Linked DNA regions of Sus scrofa: region 1 is linked to region 2. Evidence: chromatin contacts called from public HiChIP or PLAC-seq data. All regions are on one chromosome and are shown on one strand. The core of a region is the stretch at or near the end of the contact, and the rest is flanking DNA. Distances in the headings are between cores, read along the strand shown. Region 1 overlaps DYRK1A (dual specificity tyrosine-phosphorylation-regulated kinase 1A). Region 2 has its middle 100 kb from the start of DSCR3.

What was found. HiChIP or PLAC-seq counts read pairs in DNA pulled down with a chosen protein or histone mark.
Region 1: a contact with region 2 is called in an H3K27ac HiChIP or PLAC-seq map of skeletal muscle. The contact joins two enhancer-like sites. A contact is called at or near these places in 1 of 47 Hi-C or Micro-C datasets (fetal heart ventricle) and 1 of 2 datasets of contacts at active chromatin or transcription factors (skeletal muscle).

What each region holds. Positions count from the first base shown.
Region 1 is chr13:201,150,829-201,156,979 of Sscrofa11.1, forward strand. It overlaps DYRK1A (dual specificity tyrosine-phosphorylation-regulated kinase 1A), which reads left to right. Exons shown (of 12, transcript XM_005670334.3): 10 at 67-373; 11 at 861-985; 12 at 5,854-6,151. Among named protein-coding and RNA genes, the nearest start is that of DYRK1A, 150 kb to the left of the region's middle. Within about 2 kb of position 4,818, at least 5 of the 83 cell types and tissues checked have an H3K27ac peak or open chromatin away from gene starts, as enhancers often do. A contact at or near this core is called in skeletal muscle, where this site is marked.
Region 2 is chr13:200,824,318-200,830,281 of Sscrofa11.1, forward strand. No RefSeq gene overlaps it. Among named protein-coding and RNA genes, the nearest start is that of DSCR3, 100 kb to the right of the region's middle. Within about 2 kb of position 1,489, at least 41 of the 83 cell types and tissues checked have an H3K27ac peak or open chromatin away from gene starts, as enhancers often do. A contact at or near this core is called in skeletal muscle, where this site is marked.

The DNA of each region.
Region 1 (6,151 bases), core at 3,568-6,067, 330 kb after region 2:
CGTTACGTAGGCTTTTACATATTCCATGAAATTTAGACAAAGCCCTTTTATTTTCCTTCCCTCTAGGAGTATAAACCACCAGCAACCCGTAAGCTTCATAACATCCTCGGAGTAGAAACAGGAGGGCCTGGTGGGCGTCGTGCTGGGGAATCGGGTCACACGGTGGCTGACTACTTGAAGTTCAAAGACCTCATCTTAAGGATGCTTGACTATGACCCCAAAACTCGAATTCAACCTTACTATGCCCTGCAGCACAGTTTTTTCAAGAAGACAGCTGACGAAGGTACAAACACAAGCAACAGTGTTTCCACGAGTCCCGCCATGGAGCAGTCCCAGTCCTCGGGTACCACGTCCAGCACGTCGTCCAGCTCAGGTCTGCTCTTCCGATGTTACATCTGACTTTGAAATGTTTCTTTTCTTGACAGTGAGGGGGTTATTTTCAAGTGCTTTTAAAGTCCGTTAATGGGTGAGGAGGAATTATTTTTCCTAAATGTATTCTTGGTGGCTAGTAAAAATAAGTTCACCTCCCCCAAAGCTCCAGTACTTAATTATGCGTGTAATACATTCTGCTTGGAGACAAACTCTTTATTAAGCAATTAACAGTTTTTCATTGTTTTTAACATGGAAATACTTGGTCCACGTGCTTGCGTTTTCCCTTGACTTAGTGAAACTTGGTCATGTTTTAGTCCAGCAGTTGGCTGTGAAAGAACGTAGAGAAATGAACGCCTTTTGGGTGTGCTTTCAGGTTGATAGAGATTTTTTTTGGTGATACACTTAGTTTTAATGTTACACTTTTATGATATATACTTGAAAAAAATTTACTTAAAACTCACAAGTTGTATTGTGTCCTGATGCTCAAGGTGGATCGTCGGGGACGAGCAACAGTGGGCGAGCCAGGTCGGACCCAACGCACCAGCATCGGCACAGCGGTGGGCACTTCACGGCCGCCGTCCAGGCCATGGACTGTGAGACACACAGTCCCCAGGTGAGCTGTCGTACCACCCTCTGCCGTGCCGGGGGTAGCAGTGTCGGATGCCAGGTATCTCTGGGACAGTTACGTCATTTAAAGGTTCATAGCTCCCTCATTGGGAAGGTATTCTAACTTCCTTACGGCTAGAGCAGCACATCCTAATAATCTCCTCCCTTCTTGTTTAGAAATAGCTAGCACCTCCTGAGTGCGTGCCAGCTGTCCCTCCAGGCGTTTTCTTCCTGCGTTCTGGCTCATCTACTGTGGCAGCCACTTGAGCCCTGCGCCGTTTGGATTTTCATTTTACAGTGGGCCCTGAGACTTGATAGGTTAGAATAACTTTCTGAGGCTCATGATCTTAATTGCTGCACCCTCCAGCCTCCCGTGATCTTTTAGTATTGATAGTTGTAGATTCATAGTCCGTTCGCGGTTGGATTTTCACCTTCATGTTGCTTTGTTTTGAAGGTTTTTTGTTTGTTTTCTAAACCCTTTAAGAGGGTCTGAGTAGGTACATTTTGTAAGAAGTGAAGCAGATGGAGTAGTAAAAATGTCCTTAGAGCCTTTTTGTAAAATAGTAAGTCAGTGCTCCTGAGTACTCTGTTAAGGTGTCTCAGGACAAGAGGCCAGAATACACTTGATGAGTGAAGGCAAATGGAAGAGGATGAGGAGCACGCCCTCTCTCGGGTCCAGGCCTGCTGCGCGCCGTGGAGGAGAGCACGCCCGTGGGCACCGTTGTCCCTCCGGTCATGCCCCGGCCCCGGCCCCGGCAGAGCAGGCGCCCCCGTTTCCCGGTCGCCTCGTCCCACTTGCATTCTCTTTAGTAGCTGTCTCACAGTCTTGTCTTCCTCTTAGAAACCTTTGGTCTTCCCTTCTCCCTCCTCACTCACTCACTCGCCGCCGTGTAAGGAACCGCGTTCAGAGAGGAGCGTGTCACCAGAGGCCTCGTCCAGCCTCGGCGCGGCGGCTGCTGGTCTCCGGCCCTGGTCACAGACGCGGCAGCTTCCGGCGCGGCCAGCCCGCCTCGGCCTTCCCCTCTCCTGCCTGCTCTGTCCTCTGCTCCGCTGCCGCTTGGCCGCCTCTGCTGGCTCTCTCCCCGTCGGCACCTGGTCAACCCTGGGCCTCTCCCGTTGGCCCGGGGCCTTCTCCCCCCACGTCTCTGCTGCCCCTGGGCCCTGTTTCCTCCCCTTTACGACTCTGCAGCTTCCTCCAGGGGGCTGCCTCCTGATCGGGAAACGGCTCCTGCGGAGTCACCCTCTTTGTGCCTCGCTCACATTGACAGCGCTGGCTTCTCCCTGCCCCTTGAAGCCCTCTTCTGTGCCTTTCTTGCCAGAAGGGCCCTAATCCTGGCCCGCGGCCCTTCCTTCACTGTCTCCATTTTGGATTCTCTTCTTCGGCCGTCGTGTAACCGTAGGTGTTGTGTGCCCTCTCTCTCACCTTAGACACTTCCTGGTGACCTCCCCTGCTCTTACCAGCGATTAGCTACCATCCTGATGTAAGTCACTTTGCATCTTTATTTCTGGCCTAGACGTCACTCCTGAGCCCCACCTCTTTATTTCTAATCATTTACTAGAAATATCACTTTGAAAGTCTACACAGCATGGCACAACAAATTCGTGTCCTGTAAACCACCATTTCCTCCTCCAGCACAGCTCCTCTGCTTTTTTCTGTTCTTGGTGTAAATGGCCCTGAATTCACCCCTTTGCTCAAGTCTTGTACCGGGTGCTTGGGGAGTTAATCCTTGACTCCTCCTGCCTACCCACCCACACTGAATCGAGTGGTAAACAGTATGGATTCTGACTTCAGCCTATCTTACTGTAAAGGGTGTCCTCACTTGACTTGAAGTGTTCGGTTTCATTCACCAGTCCACCTTTTCTCTTCTCTGCAGCCAGGTGAGTGTTCACTACAGCAGTCTGATCCGGCTCTGTCCCCTGCTTTCAATGCTTTTGTCTTTCGTGTTTAAAAAAAAGTGATTTCTGTGATCTGGCCCTACTCAGGTCATCCCTCATCTGCAGGCACTCTGGTCTCAGTGGCGTTTTTTTCTTTTTTCGGCAGGAGCGTCCTCCTCCCTTTGGCCTTTCTCACACCGGCTCTGCTCGGCCTCGAACACTCTTTCCTTCCCTCCCTGCTTTGGTAACTGTTACTGTGTATCCTTCGGGTCTTAGAGATCACTGCCAGGGGCTTTCCCTACCTCTTCAGAAGGAGCTCCTTTCTTCTTTTCCTTCCCTTCTCCTCCAGGTAGAGTCAGTGCTGCCAGGATACGGCTGGGTACCAGGAGGGACACAAACCAGCAAGGACCTAAGACGTGTGTACACCTCCGGCCTGTAGTCAGCAGAAGTCATTATTGCTCCTCATTTGCCTCACATCCTTTCTTACTTAATTTTTGAATAATTGAGATGTTCACGTGGTTTCAAGATAAATGTAAAAGAGGATTCAATGAAAAAAATCCTCCTTCCATGTCCTCTAGCCACCGAATTCTAAATTAATGTTACTGGTGTTTGAGAGTTTATACATATGCATGCAAATGCAATTCTGTGTTCTTCACCTAACCTTTGTACAGGCACAGTATTTCGTATCCTGTTTTTTTATTTTAACAGGTTTACATATACTTTTAAACATATATTATGGAGCTCTTTCCCTATCATTACATAAAGAGCATTTTCCTTCTTTTCGTTTGGTTTTTAGTAGTCACACAGCATTCTGTTGTTCAGATATTCCGTGAGTCATTTCAGTAGTTTTCCCTATTAATGCAGTCCCCTTTTAGCTTATTTTTAATCTTTTTTTACTACTACAAATAATGCTTTAATAAACAACTCTAAATATAAATCCTCCACACTCATGCAGTTTATCTGTGATATAAATTCCTGGACATAAGACTGTTGGATCAAAGAGTAATGTGGTTTGTCATTTTGATAACTGTTGCCAAATTGCCCTCCATATAGTTTTACCAATTTAGCTGCAGCCAGCTGAGTTTGGAGAAGCAGTCAGTGCGGCTAGTCTGAAATGACAACTGGTGTTGGACAGAGAATGGTTATATTGTTCTTATTTCTTCCTATGCATGAATTTGAGTAGGTTCATAGTTTTAAGAGCCAATGGTATTTTCTGAGAACTTTCTATTTTTCTACTGGATTATTTTCAATAATATTTCTTGAATTCGGGGTTTCCTGTTGTGACTCAGGGAACGAGCCTGACTAGTATCCATGAGGATGAGGGTTTGATCCCTGGCCTCACTCAGTGGGTTAAGGATCTGGTGTTGCCGTGAGCTGTGGTGTAGGTCACAAATGCGGCTTGGATCCCCAGTTTCTGTGGCTGTGGCCTAGGCCAGTGGCTACAGCTCCGATTTGACCCCTAGCCTGGGAACTTCCATATGCCATATGGGTGCAGTCCTAAAAAGCACAAAAAAAGAAAATTTCTTGTATTAGATTTTGAGACCACCTTCATTGAGTAAATACTTAATGGTCTTTGCTAGCCACTGGTGATAAAGACACGAGTATTGCCTTCCTAGAGCTTACAATGACACAGTAAATAAACAAAATGAACTAAATGACTAGAAATTCCAAGTACTATTACCTGGGAAGTCAGGATGTACTCTAGAATTGCTGTTTGTTGGGTGAGAATGTATTAATTCAAGCAGGCCCAACTGATAACAGACAGGGTTCCAAAATGTGGTAACTTAGAGGATGTGAAGTTTCATTTTTACACGGTAGTCTGGAGTGGGCACTGAGGTTCAGTGGCTCTCTCCCGCGGCTCGGGTTCCCACCGTCTTGCGCCATTCCTATGGGCCTGGTTATCGGCTGTGTCCAGCAGGCAGAAGGACTTGGGAGGTGTTTGTGGGCCTGAGGTGGCTGTAACATAGCAACTTGCATTCATATTCAGTTGACTAAAATAGTAACACGGCTGTGTCTAAGTGCAGGGGGGGCTGGGGAGTGAGCGTAATGCAGTCATGTGGTCAGGAAGAAGAATATGGTTTTTGAGGACAACTAGTAGCCTCTGCCACAGGAGTTGGGACCATCTTAGCTAGACTGGTGTGGGAAGACTTTGGAACTGAAATGATAAGAAGTAGGCATCCACACAGAAATTAGAAATCGAGCCTTCTAAGCAGAAGGGAACAGTAAGTGCAGCTGCTCGGAGGCATTTGAAAGATGTTGACCTGGTCAAGGTAGAGCAGAAGAAGGAAGACCCGGTGTAGTGGGGACTCAGGTGGCTGGACTGAGCGGATTGTTTATGGATTCTTAACCCACTGCACCACAGCGGGAACTCCTGGATTTGTGTTTTAAAAAGACTGTTCTTGCTGCTCTTTGGAGAATGGCTTGGGGAAGGGGAAAGATGGGAGTTGAGTAGGAGGCTGTGGAATTAGTCTAGGCAAGAGATGATGGTGGCCTAGGATAGAGTTATGGTGGTGGAGATAGAGAAAAGAGGCCGGATTTGAGTTCTGTTTTAGTAGTACTTGTGATTGTTTGGATGGAGGAGTGGTTGAACAGCTAGAGGGGTAGTGGTGCTTCTCTTAAAATAGGAAGGATGGAGAGAGAACGGGCTCGAGGGGGAGAGTAAAGAGTTCCCTTTGGACCTGTCAGATACTTACAGTCTGGCTCTTTCCAGAAAAAATTTGCTGAAACCTGGTATAAATAATGCTTCCGAGGAAAGAAAGTGGCCAGTAAAATATATGCGCCTGTTCATGGGTATAACTTGCTAAAAGTTGCAGCTTTCATGGTAAAATCGTTTTCACTCTTGAACATATTTGGAAGTTTATGTTATAGAACTATCTAACACCTTAAAACTTCAAAACCCTCTTTCTGATCAGTGCAAATGCTGGCATCATAGCTGTTAACTGGAAAGTAAAGCTTGGAAACGGCACTCTGAATACCTTGTTTTAAAATCTGTTCTTACAGGTGCGTCAGCAATTTCCTGCTCCCATTGCTTGGTCAGGCACTGATGCTCCTACACAAGTCACTGTTGAAACTCATCCCGTTCAAGAAACAACCTTTCATGTAGCCCCTCAACAGAATGCATTGCATCATCACCACGGAAACAGTTCCCATCACCACCACCACCACCACCACCACCACCACCACCACCATGGACAACAAGCCTTGGGTAACCGGACCAGGCCAAGGGTCTACAATTCTCCAACAAATAGCTCCTCTACCCAGGATTCTATGGAGGTTGGCCATAGTCACCACTCCATGA
Region 2 (5,964 bases), core at 239-2,738:
ATTAATAATAAGGAGTTCCCATTGTGGTTCGGTGGGTTAAGAACCTGACTGGTATCCATGAAGATGTGGCTTCGATTCCTGGCCTTGCTCAGTGAGTTAGGATCCAGCGTTGCTGTGAGCTGAGGTGTAGGTCGCAGATGGTGGCTCCGATCCGGTGTGGCTGTGGTATAAGCCGGTAGCTATAGCTCCAATTCAGCCCCTAGCTCGGGGACTTCCATGTGCTGCAGGTGCGGCCCTAAAAATATATAAATAAAATTTCTGAAAAGTGTCTGCATATTGCCCAGCGCATTACAGGAAGCTAGTGATCATTGCTGAGGTCAGGATTGGCACAGGGGGAGAGCTTGCTGGGCCTGCAGAGGAAAAGCTTTATTAGGTCAAGACTTAGATTCCTCAGTGAAGCCTGACTGTGGAACGTAGTCAGACGGACAAAAGGTCAAGAAGAAGTCAGGTCACCTCGAAGTTATTTTGAAAAATAACAGTTGTGTTCCTGAAATCTCCGGGTTGACTTTGATGGCATCGTGATTCTATAGTAAAGGATCCTCTCACCTGTGGCTTTCCCAGATTACCTGGGTGAGCACTTCTGTTCAGTTTGGGTTTAGAACCAGTGCTGCATGCCTGGGGGAGGCAGGCGCAGGCCGACCGCAGCGGAGGAGGCGTGCAAGCCCAACTCCCCCGGGAGTTTGAGGTGAGACCTGTTCTCTTCACCTCCAGTTTATATCATCTCTTCCTGTTTACCCTTTAAAGGGGAAGGAAGGGGAAAAAAAGAAAATGTTTAGCAAAAATCCAGAAATTAAACAGCACTAGAAAGCTACAAAATCCTAATGAGACAACCATCAATAATCTGAAGAAAAGTTTTTAGCTGCATTAAATATAATAATTTGGGGTATACATTTGGGAAGAAAACATTGATCTCACACCACACGGAAACATCAATTCATGTTTCCTAATGCCCTAAATGTGAAAGATAAAATGATGAAGCTTCTGCAGGAAACACGGGGCCCAGGTTTATTGTCTTTTTAAAAATTTAGTTTTATTGAAAACAGTAACCACAGAAAAGTGCACACATTGAACCAGCCCCAGGAATGAGCTAGTTGTTAAATTTTCAGGACTTTTGCCAGCTAACTGTTAAACGCAACAACTATTAAAAATTGAATTGGCATTCCCATCATGGCTCAGTGGTAATCAACCCAACTAGTATCCATGAGGATGAAGGTTCGATCCCTGGCCCTCGCTCAGTGAGTTAAGTAGCCCCTCCCGAGGCCCCCGTGCTCCCCCGTCATGCCCGGCTCTGCTGCTGCTCCTCCTCTGCTAAAAACCAAGGAAGGCTCCTTCCTTGCTCCGGCCAGGCCCTGCCTCAGGAGCATGCTGGTAAATCCAAAGCCCATGAGCTTCAGGGTTGCCCAACAAGAAAGGAGCGTGAGGATGGCCCAGGCCAGCGGCTGCTGACTCATCGGCTTCCCGCGGGAGGGAGGATGGGGCACGAAGCGGGGCCAGCGCTCAGCCGGGAGCCGCTACCGCAGAGCAGCTGGTGTTTATTCCCGGCTGCTGTGCAGGACACGTCAAAGAGAGGGCTCGCGCTTTCTAAGGTGTTTTTGCATCAAACAGAGGTGTCATTGTTCTCAGCAAATACCTTGGCTTCCCAGTGAATAAATACCATTCTGTTTTCTAACATTTTTCCCTCCACTTTTCAACATTGTGTATAAAGGCATTTTGCCTAATTCCTTCAGCCCTCTCTTTCAGCTTCTGTTCTTTGGTGTGATAGAAAGGTCTTCTTAATTTAGATCTCCCCGCTACCAGTTTCAAGAAATCTGCTGTTGGCTCCAAGCTCCGTGTCCTGAAGTGCCACCCTATCCCAGTGGGGTGAGCCAGCCTCTGAAGAAAGAAAGCAATTGAATGGATCGACCACGTGCTTCCAGAGCCAGCGGGACTCCGGCTCTCACTGGGGCCTCACCGGAGGCCACATTGCTTTTGCTTCCAGGTTTAAAACTACCACCACCTCTAACTTGGTCAGGCCTTTGAAAGCGGAGGCTTAGCCCTTGCTGCAACCCTTCCCTGTGACAGATGTGGCCATCAAGCCCTATTTCCTGGGCCTGTATGAGACAGCCATGCCTACATCTCCTTGTCCCCACTGTGGCCTCTCCTGGGGGGACAGGGACCTCGTCACCCCTTCCCTTCTCCAAGGGAGCCTCTGTGCATCCCCGCTGTGCCCTCAGGAGTGAGCCACATGGCCTTGACCTTTTGATGGGCTCTCCATTCAGTCACCAAATCTCTATTCTGTCCAGCACATGAGGGCACTGCTCTAAGTGCTGGCGATGTGACAGGGGACAGAAGAAACGAGAGGCCTGTCCTCGGGTCCTTGGCGTTCCAGTGGGGGAGCCCGGTGAGTTCGACACTAATGGCAGGTGTTTGGTATGTCTCTGCAAATCTGGAGAAAAATGGAGCCAGAAGGGGACGAAGCCGTGTGCCTGGGAGGGGAGGAGGGTCACGACTTGAGACCAGGCCAGGGGTGACATTTGCATGGAGGCCCCCCTGGAAGAAGGCGGGGAGGAGCTGTGGCGGAAAGGAAGGGCAGCACCCAGAAAGAGGAAAGGCAGGAGCAGAGCTTTCCACCTGCTGGTGTGGAAGGAGCAGGAGGCCAAGGTCAGCCTCTGCTCTGGTGGCCGGTGCAGAGGTGGGAAGTTCTCTGGGCCAGGGGGCTGGGGGTTGGGGCTCGGACCTGAGCGCAGCAGATGGTGAGGTATTTCAGCAGCTGCCCGGCAGTGCAGTCTGCGGCTGACCCTTGTTCCATATGCTTGGAGTCACAGGGGACAGCCCCGGGCCAGGCAGAGAGCATTTCGGATACGATTTCAGCTGCATTCATCAGCCTCCTAAGTGACCCTTGCCTCCCCTCAGCCCCTCGACCCCACCCCATTCCCCTCTAATCACCTACCTTCACTGCATCCACCTTGCAGGGTGGCGGGGACACCGGCCGGCCCACGTATCCTGGACCGGAGCCCCTTCCCTCCCTGCCACCTTCCACCCCAGGTCCTCAGCCTCCTCTTTACTTCCCTTCCCCCACCTAGACTGTGTAGCCCTCACCTCAGCGCCGGCCTGCAGCAGCCGGCACCCTTTCAGCGCCCCCCACAGGCCGACACCCACGCCTCTCTCCCGCCCCATGCTGCCCGCATCCCTTTGGTAGTGTGCCTTTGGCAAATTATTCCACCTCTTGCAGCTTCAGTTTCCACCTTCATACAAGAAGGATTCAATGAGTGTGCTTGCATGTAGTAGCTGCACAGTGAGCACTTAAAAAATACCCCAGCTCAGGCTCAGAGCCACCACTGCAACCTGGCCAGGGTAACCTCTGAATCTGGTGCCTCCCGCCCCATCCAACCTGCCTCACAAGCCCCAGACACAGCTTCTGCCCGTCCCTGTCTCCCACATGTTGTCTACAAACAGCCATTTCTCGAGTGTAGTAGAATGTTCTGGGTACTGCACTGAGTGATTGCAAACATCTCAGCACTTAATTTCTCCAAGAGGCCTGCAAAATAGAACTACCTCTTACCCCCATTTTACAGGTGAGGAAACAAACCCAAAGGTCACGTAACTTCCCCGAGGTCACATAGCTGGGAAATACCAGAGTTGGCATTTGCCCCACTCGGCCAGCTTGCTGCTCCAGCAGTTCACCTGCTGGCTGCTCCTTCCCCTTCAGCCCGCACAGCTCAGGTTCTCACGTGGCAACAGAAATTTCTCCAACCACCACAGAGGCTGAAAGCGCTCAGCCTCTTGCCACTAAGGATGATGTTTGCTGTAGGTTTTTCATAGACGCCCTTTATCAGATTGAAGATTTTTACACTCCTAATTAGCTGAGGGTTTTTTTTTTTTTTTGCCTTTTCTAGGGCTGCTTCCCTCAGCATATGGTGGTTCCCAGGCCTACGCCAGAGGCGCAGCAACACCAGATCCGAGCCGCGTCTGCAACCTACACCACAGCTCACAGCAACGCCAGATCCTTAACCTACTGAGAAAGGCCAGGGATTGAACCCGCAACCTCATGGTTCCTAGTCGGATTCATTAACCACTGCGCCATGACGGGAACACCGCTGAGAGTTTTTTAAAATCAGGACTTGACGCTGGGTTTGCCAAATGCCCTTTCTTTAAAAAAATTTTTTTAATCAAGGTAGAGTTGATTTACACTGTGGAGCAATTCCTTTTCTGCATCATGTTGGATCATCGTACAGTTTTCCTTTTTCCGTCTGTTAATATGAGAAGTTACCTTGATTTCTTTTCAAATATCAAGGCAATCTTACTTTCCTGGGCTAAATAAACTCCACTGAGCCATCCTATTTGTCCTTTTGAATTTGATTTTCTCATTTGTTTTAGAACTTTTGCATCTATGCCCATGAGGAATTATCTTTTCTCTGTTAAGTCCTCTGGTTTTGATAATAGGGTGAGTTCAAAATATAATGAGTTCAAAATATTCTTCCTTTTTGATTTTCTGAAAGAGTTTGCATGGAATTGGTACTATTTCTTTCATAAATGTTTGGTAGAATTTATCATTAAACCTGTCTGGGCCTGTATTGTTGTGTTTTCATTTTGATTCAGTTCAAAATACTTTTTAATTTTGATTTTGATTTTCTCCTTGAGCCATCCATGGGTTGTTTAAAAGTATATTATTTACCTTCCAAATATCTGGGTTTTTTTTTCATGTATCGTTTTGTTAGTGATTTCTAATTTCATGTGTTATAGAACACGCGTTGTATGATTTGAATCCTTTTAAAGTTATCAAGTTGTTTTATGGCCCACAATTATTGCCAAACTTGGCAAATAGTTCATGTGCACTCAAAAAGAATGTGTGTTCTGCTTTTGGTAGGTCAAGTGTTCTATGATGTCAACCAGTGAAGTCAGTTGGTTATGTTCTTTAAGACTTCTATGTACTGGAGTTCCCGTCGTGGCTCAGAGGTTAACGAATCCGACTAGGAACCATGAGGTTGTGGGTTCGATCCCTGGCCTCGCTCAGTGGGTTAAGGATCTGGTGTTGCCATGAGCTGTGGTGTAGGTTGCAGATGCGGCTCGTATCCCGCGTTGCTGTGGCTGTGGCGTAGGCCGGCGGCTACAGCTCCAATTCGACCCTTAGCCTGGGAACCTCCATATGCCATGGGAGCGGCCCCTAGAAAAGGCAACAAGACAAAAAAACAAAACAAAAAAAAAGCTTGTATGTACTTTCTGATTTTCTGACAATTCATGCTCCCAATTAGAGTGTGACACTTCTGACTGGCAATTGTGGATTTCTCTCTTCTTGGAGTTCTAGCAGATTTTAGTTTGTGTATTTTGAAGCTTTGTTATTAGGTACGTAAATATTTAGTGTATGTCCTCTTGTTGAATTGCCTCCTTATCATTATGAAATGACCATTTTTTATTTCTAGTAATATTCTTAGGTTTGAAATCTACTTTGCCCGATATTAGTATAGCTACTCCAGTTTTGTTTTATTGTTGTTGGTTAGTGTTGGAACAGTATATATTTTCCCATCCCTTTACCTTTACTCTATTTATGTCTTTATATTTAAATTAGGCATTTTGTAAGCAGGATATAGTTAGGTATTATGTTTTAAGCCAACCTGACAATTTATGCTTTTTAATTATTTACATTTAATGTAATTATCAATATGTTGTGTTTAAATTTAGTATCTTGCTATTTGTTTTCTACTTGCAGTATCTTTTCATCCCCATTTTCCTATTTTTGCCATGTTTTTGAGGAATCGTTTATTAATTTTTTGATTTATTAGCTATCTATTTGAGTTTTGGTTTTTGATTTATGATTTATAATACACATTTTATTATTTTTTTCTTTTTTGGGGCTGCACCTGCAGCATATGGAAGTTCCCAGGCTAGGGGTTAAATCAGAGCTGCAGCTGCCAGTCAATGCCACAGTCACAGCCATGCCAGATCCGAGCCGCATCTATGACCTACACCACAGCTTGTGGCAACACC